2 separate regions of the Xenopus laevis genome follow, and region 1 is linked to region 2. A link is a contact called in public Hi-C data. All regions are on one chromosome and are shown on one strand. The core of a region is the stretch at or near the end of the contact, and the rest is flanking DNA. Distances in the headings are between cores, read along the strand shown.

Evidence for each region. A called contact is a pair of places that touch in the nucleus more often than the background predicts.
Region 1: a Hi-C map of the XL177 cell line shows a contact between it and region 2, with 5 times the contacts expected there. The contact joins two enhancer-like sites. A contact is called at or near these places in 2 of 4 Hi-C or Micro-C datasets (the XL177 cell line and the XTC cell line).

The regions. Positions count from the first base shown.
Region 1 is chr2S:156,028,334-156,031,589 of Xenopus_laevis_v10.1, reverse strand. All of the region lies in intron 3 of maml2.S (mastermind-like protein 2), which reads right to left. Among protein-coding and RNA genes, the nearest start is that of LOC121400710, 51 kb to the left of the region's middle. Within about 2 kb of position 1,274, at least 1 of the 7 cell types and tissues checked has an H3K27ac peak or open chromatin away from gene starts, as enhancers often do.
Region 2 is chr2S:155,929,071-155,932,817 of Xenopus_laevis_v10.1, reverse strand. No RefSeq gene overlaps it. Among protein-coding and RNA genes, the nearest start is that of maml2.S, 3.2 kb to the left of the region's middle. Within about 2 kb of position 2,062, at least 1 of the 7 cell types and tissues checked has an H3K27ac peak or open chromatin away from gene starts, as enhancers often do.

The DNA of each region.
Region 1 (3,256 bases), core at 25-2,524, 100 kb before region 2:
TTGTTTAATAGGAAGGTAATGCTTATATAAAGGATATTAAATGGAGGATATATTACTGTAAGGGGCTGCGCTGTATCCGAGTCAGCACATTGCAAATCCACTGTTACTCTTATTAAGTGCAAAGTGGGGTCAGTGGGGATCTAACCGGGCGAAGGTTTCCAAACTGTGGGAGCTTTTTCTCTTAAAGTCAAGGATCACATTTCAATACCAGGGTGAGCAATAATAAATGATTAACCTTTCTGGAAATGTACAGTAAAACTATTCTGTTTTTAAATGTGATTCTAAGAAGAGAGAAGTTGTTTATTAATGTCCCAGGCACAAATGCTTGAGCACTAAGGGGCACACAATTGCCTCTAAACGCTCATTTTCCCAGGGACTTTGCTGCTCTCTGCTCCACCCAGTGGTTTAAGGACAGTGCTCCTTGGTATCCTGCACCCGCTGCTGCACCCATAACTAAATGACAGGTAAGGGTGAGAGGGGGTGCTATGTGCCTCCCTGAGTCCAACCCTCAAAAATACCAAATCTAGTCCATTGCACGTTGAGTGCTGATGGTGGAGCAAAGTGCACACCTCCCAACTGTCCCGTTTTAGAGGGTCAGTCCCTCTTTTGACAGCACAACCCGCAGTCCCTCGTTTGTACTGGAAAGTCCAGATTTTCTCTGCACTGAACAGCAGGAAAAAGAAACAAAGTTTCTAAATTAATTGGCTTTTGGCAGAGAGCCCAGAACATAAGATAAGATACATTGGTAACAATTTTGAGATAAGCAAATAAATAATTGTAACATATTACAATATAAGATAACAGGTCCCTTGGGAGAAGTTAGACTCACAGCTTAAAGGGCAATTCACTTTCATTAGCAAAACTGTAATAACTGGAAAAAAAAAATACAGAAATATGTTCAAACTTTCATAACCTGCCAAATTTTGTAAAATGAACATGGCAATGCACGCGGCGACTTTTTTTGTCCCTCTTTTTATTTCCAAAATGTTGGGAGGGTATGGCAAAGTGTGAAAACTAAAAATGATGATGGTTTGTGGTGGTGCAGACAGGCAAGCTGGGCCCCAGACACTGCAGTCTGAAACTGAAAGCAGTTTTTAGCAGCAGTTTTTATCTGGACTGGAGTCAATTTTCACAGTGTTGGAAAACTGCAGCGCAGGGTCGGACTGGGGCCCCGTGCTGCTCAATGTGTCTTTGGACCCGTCGAGGCAAAAAGAAGCAGCGCAGGGTGCAGTTCTGGGCCAGCAGGGCCTGCAAGAGCTTTTTTCCAGTGTCCTGCCGGCCCAGTCCGATCCTGCTGCAGTGGTCATAATGCCCCTAATGCCTATTCCTAGTCCAGGGAACCCTAATTTTTATTACCCATGAGCCACATTCAAATGTAAATAAAAGTTGAAGATCAACACAAGCATGCAAAAAGGTTCCAGGGGATGCCAAATAAAGGCTGTGATTGGCTATTTCATATGTGGACTGGCAGCCTACAGGAGACAACTGGTTTTTATGCAACTAAAACTTGTCTCCAAACCTGGAATTCAAAAATAAGCTCCTGCTTTGAGGCCACTGGGAGCAACATCCAAGGGGTTGGGGAGCAACAGGTTACTCATGAGCCACTTGTTGGGGTGACTTTTGGCCCACTCAGTTATGCTCCCAATTCCTTAGCAATGTAAAGCTCTCATCCTAGTTACCCCCTATGTGCTAGACCCCACCTCTCAGTTAAAGCAACCAATCAGCAATTGATCAGACTTCCTAGAATTAGCCAGAGATCTGATTGGCTGCTTTGGGCTGGCACATTTAAGGCCTACAGCATATTAGCAGATTAATATTTTTTCCTGCAGCATCTCATCAACAGATAAAGTTATATGGCGTGGTCGTTTGTGTTTAGGGCTGAATCCAGGATTCGGTTCGGGATTCGGTCTTTTTCAGCTGGATTCGGATTCACCCGAATCCTTCTGTCCGGCCAAACTGACTTTTTGTCACAAAATCTTTCTCGAAGGATTCAGGGGTTCGGCCGAATCTAAAATAGTGGATTCTGTGCATCCCTATTTGTTTTTTCACTGCAAAAAGGGAGGAAACTGGAGAGAATAGTGTTGGGTAAATGCCAAAGGCATGTAAAACTGAGCTCCAGCGTGGGTAGAGATATTTCAAGGCAAAAACACACAAGGTCAGCTAAGGGGAACACAATCACTGTTTGGAAAATGCCAGGGGGAACATAAAAAACACATATTTTGATAATGTGAGGAATGTCGCTGGATATCATATTTACGCTCAGTGGATCCAAGTCATGTTGTATGAGGACAACTGAGCATTGCACAAGATGCCATTTTTATTGTTGAGTATAGAAGGGGCACACATAGGGGCAGATTTATCAAGGGTCGAATTTCGATAAAAACAGACCAACCGAAATTTATAAAAAAAAAACAAAAGACTTTTTTTGCAGGTGAATAGTAGGTTTTCATCCGAAATCAAATAGTACAAATCGAAGTAACATCTTTTTCGATCAAATTAGATTCAAAGTTTTTTCTACAAAAATTTGATTTTTCAAAGTCCACCGTTTTTTTTTCTAATTCAAATAGAATTTGGACTATTCCCTAGTGGAAGTACATAAAAAAATAGCTTGAAATTAAATTTTGTGACCACACTAGGGACAGCCCGGTTTTTGGTAGGGTTGCTCGGGTCAAAACTTTCTGCCCGGTTTTCCAAATAAGGAAAACCGTGCAGGATTCCCTTGAGTGACATGGCTATCGGCAAATCGCCGCATCATAGCCCTGCCCCCTGATGTCACAGCCACTCCCATCTATAGCATGGTCCGCCCACCGATGTTACGGTCCTGCCCCCTGCCTGGTCTCAGCCATATGGAAAGGTGGCAACCCTAGACCACGCCCCCATATTTTTGGCAGGTTATGAAAGTTTGAACACATTTCTGGGAGTTTTAGGGCGATGTTTTATGTGTTTTGCTAATGAAACTCTTTAGGCTGTTAGTCTCAGTTCTCCCAAGTGACATGCTTATCTAAAATTGTTACAAAAGTATCTAAGTGCAGGCGCTGAGTGTTCTGGGCGCTCTGCCAAAAAGCCTCTTATTTTAATTAAGTTTCAGAAACTTTGTATCTTTTTCTGGCGTCAGTGCAGGGGATCAAAGAGAAACTCGGGACATTTTTATATAAATCCGTGACTTCGGGATGAGCTGTCAAAATCTGGACTGTCCCGCAGAAAACAGGACAGTTGAGAGGTATACAAATTAGCAAAATCCTGATGGAAAAATGTA
Region 2 (3,747 bases), core at 813-3,312:
GTTTACTAGAAAATCATGTAAATATTAAATAAACCCAATAGGCTGATTTTGCTTCCAATAAGGATTAATTATATCTTAGTTGGGATCAAGTACAAGTTACTGTTTTATTATTATAGATCAGAAGATCTCAAGACACTGTCAACAAACAGTTTGATTAAATTACCCTTCTATTTCATGCTTTTCAGATATTTATTGTGTTAAGGTTACATAAGGAATAGTTGTTTGTTGAATACAGCAATAAAAATGATCTCATAAATCAATATAATATTTTCCATGGAACAGAATGCTAACAATGCTTTTATGGATGTAGATTAATTTGATTAGAATTATTTGATTAAAATGGACTCTATGGGAGATGGCCTTCCCTTAATTTGAAACTTTCAGGATAAAAGGTTTCCGGATAACCGATCCTATACCTGTATTGAATTGTTACCGATCCTTGTAAAACAGTATTTAAAACAAAATATTTAATCTTGTTCAAGAAAATACAACACAACACAACATAGTAAGTAAGGTTGAAAAAAGACACATGTCCATCGAGTTCAACCTTTTTTTTTTTTTTATTAACTACCTATCTGCCAGTTGATCCAGAGGAAGGCAAAAAACCCATCTGAAGCCTCTCCAATTTGCCTTAGAGGGGGAAAAATTCCTTCCTGACTCCAAAATAGCAATCGGACTAGTCCCTGGATCAACTTGGACTATGAGCTATTTCCCATAACCCTGTATTCCCTCACTTGCTAAACACCATCCAACCCCTTCTTAAAGCTATCTAATGTATCAGCCTGTACCACTGATTCAGGGAGACAATTCCACATCTTCACAGCTCTCACTGTAACAAACCCCTTCCCAATATTTAGGCGGAACCTCCTTTCTTCTAATCGGAATGGGTGACCTTGTGTCAGCTGGAAAGACCTACTGGTAAATAAAGCATTAGAGAGATTATTATATGATCCCCTTATATATTTATACATAGTTATCATATCACCCCTTAAGCGCCACTTCTCCAGCGTGAACATCCCCAATTTGGCCAGTCTTTCCTCATAGCTAAGATTTTCAATACCTTTTACCAGCTTAGTTGCCCTTCTCTGTACCCTCTCTAATACAATAATGTCCTGTTTGAGTGATGGAGACCAAAACTGTACGGCATATTCTAGATGGGGCCTTACCAGTGCTCTATACAGTGGAAGAATGACCCCTCCTCCCGTGACTCTATGCCCCTTTTAATACAGCTCAAGACCTTATTTGCCCTTGATGCTGCTGACTGGCATTGCTTGCTACAGACAAGTTTATCATCTACAAGGACTCCAAGGTCCTTTTCCATAATGGATTTGCCTAGTGCAGTCCCATTAAGGGTATAAGTGGCTTGGACAACGCAGTGTCGGACTGGCCCACCGGGATACCAGGAAAACTCCCGGTGGGCCCAGGTGTCAGTGGGCCCTTGTGCTCCTAAACATTTGACCTATTTCATGGCCAAATAGAGCAAAGAGGCTAAATAGATGGAATAATAGATTATAGTATGTATAACTAAAGAGACTAGGAGAATAGAGGTTGAGTGAGGAGAGGGAGAATAATAGTACTGAGAGTGGGCCCCTGGTCTAAATTTTCTTGGTGGGTCCTTGGTGTAAGGTTTTTGGGTGGGCCACTGGTGTCCCAGTCCGAGACAGACACAACGGTAGGCGGTAAGGAGTTTTTGTATTGAGTCATGCTGTTACAGAAAGTTTGGTTTCAACAATGGCATTTCATTTCCGTAGCTGATGCTACGTCTTATAATTAATAAAAACTAGGGGTCACAAGGATTGCCGTCTTGTCCCTTTATCCGCACATAACATGCTCATACTGTATGCTGGAGATTAGGCATCTACAGTGCAGTGTGATTCTGATTACTAATCACTCGTGCAGCAAAATCAAAAAAAGTTGACAATATAAAAGGAATTAACTGGGAATCATTTTTGTGCACCTGTTGTCTTACACATATATGCAGGGCCACATTTGATTTGTGTGCGCTTCAGGGCCGCGCAGTCCTAGTGCCCGCCACCCTCGAGCGCACACGCAGGAGCATTGAGGAGCTGCGCATCCCCTGTGCTCCTCAGCAATTGGCCAGGCATCATGCCACCCCTTATAATTTGCGGCCCTAAGCCCTGGCCTTTGTGGCCTCAAATCCAGGCCTGCATATATGGTGTATAATTGAAGAACTAAATATTACACTATATACTTTTGTTGCTCTCTTGCAGCTAAGAGTGCTGGGATTTTCTATCATTGCTGTAACTTTTGAGGATATTGGAAGATCCAAATATTCCCAGCAAATAGACAAAATGCGTATTTTATAGGGATGCACCGAATCCACTATTTTGGATTCATCCGAATACCGAACCGAATCCGAACCCTCATTTGCATATGCAAATTAGGCGTGGGAAGGGGAAACATTTTTTACTTCCTTGTTTTGTGACAAAAAGTCATGCAATTTCCATCCCGCCCCTAATTTGCATATGCAAATTATGGTTCGGCTCGGCAGAAGGATTCGGCCGAATCCTGCTGAAAAAAGCCGAATCCTGGCTGAATCCCGAACCGAATCCTGGATTCGGTGCATCCCTAGTATTTTATCTTGAATTTCGGACAATTATTAAAATTATTTATTAACAGATATTTTTTGAGCGCCAACATATTGCACATCGCTGTAAGATAAATGTGTTTATACAAAGAAATCACATGAGTTACATATATAGAACATACTTCCAATACCGGTACAAAAGGCGAGGAAGGCCCTGAGCAAAAGAGCTTACAGTCTAAAGGGGAAGAGAAGTATAATATACTTTTTAAGGTGTTTCCTGGCCAGGATTTGGCAATTCCCTAGTTTATTTTTTTATTTTTATTGAGAATTAAGCAATTAAAAGGTTTGCAGTTTGCAAGTAATTTGCAATTGGAAGCGATTGCTGTAAACTCTCAACAGGAGTACCAGATAGCTGACAATGAAAGCCAAGCATGCCATCATTAGATTGAGAAAAACATTAAAAAAGACAAAAGGCACTAGTAACTATCTAACTAGTGGGGGCAAAGGGGCGCTATTGCCCCATTGGCACCACAGTATGTGCTTCAGGAGGAGCAGTGCACTACTTTCTTTTATTTCTATGCTTTACTGTAATTACCACCAGTGTTTAATGAAATTCCCGACTGCCCATATTAAACCTGTGGCTTCCCCTGTCGTTCAGTTGGCTTAGTGCATCTCTCGGGATTCCGCTCGCCTAACACAATAAGCTCTTTTTTTTGTTTAATTCCTAATTAATGCTCCAATTTGGATGATATGACAGCAATCTGGTGCTTTATGCAAAGCAGAATCAATAGCCTGAATGAAGGTGCTAATTGCCTGATTCAATTACTGCTCAGCACAGTAACCTGCTCCAGTCAGTCAGTTAGCTGATATTTAACTCCTTTATAGCCGGGGGTACCCACGCTCTCATTCTCATTCTCACTTTCATTATTTCATTTTTACACTGTGGCTGGTTATGAGCCTGGCTATGTGTCTTGGTCAATATTATGGGCATTATTTACTAAATGGGCACAAGGAGACAGTGCAAATAAGGGCCTCCTTCTCATGGGTTAAACAAGAAAACAAAAAACCCTATGTTCTTTTGGCTTTTTTTATAACCATGTTTTATACATTCCATTTCTTGTTTCTTCATATCTTCACGTAAATAATAGACAGTAACCAGTGTCGGACTGGCCCGGCGGGATACCGGGAAAATACCCGGT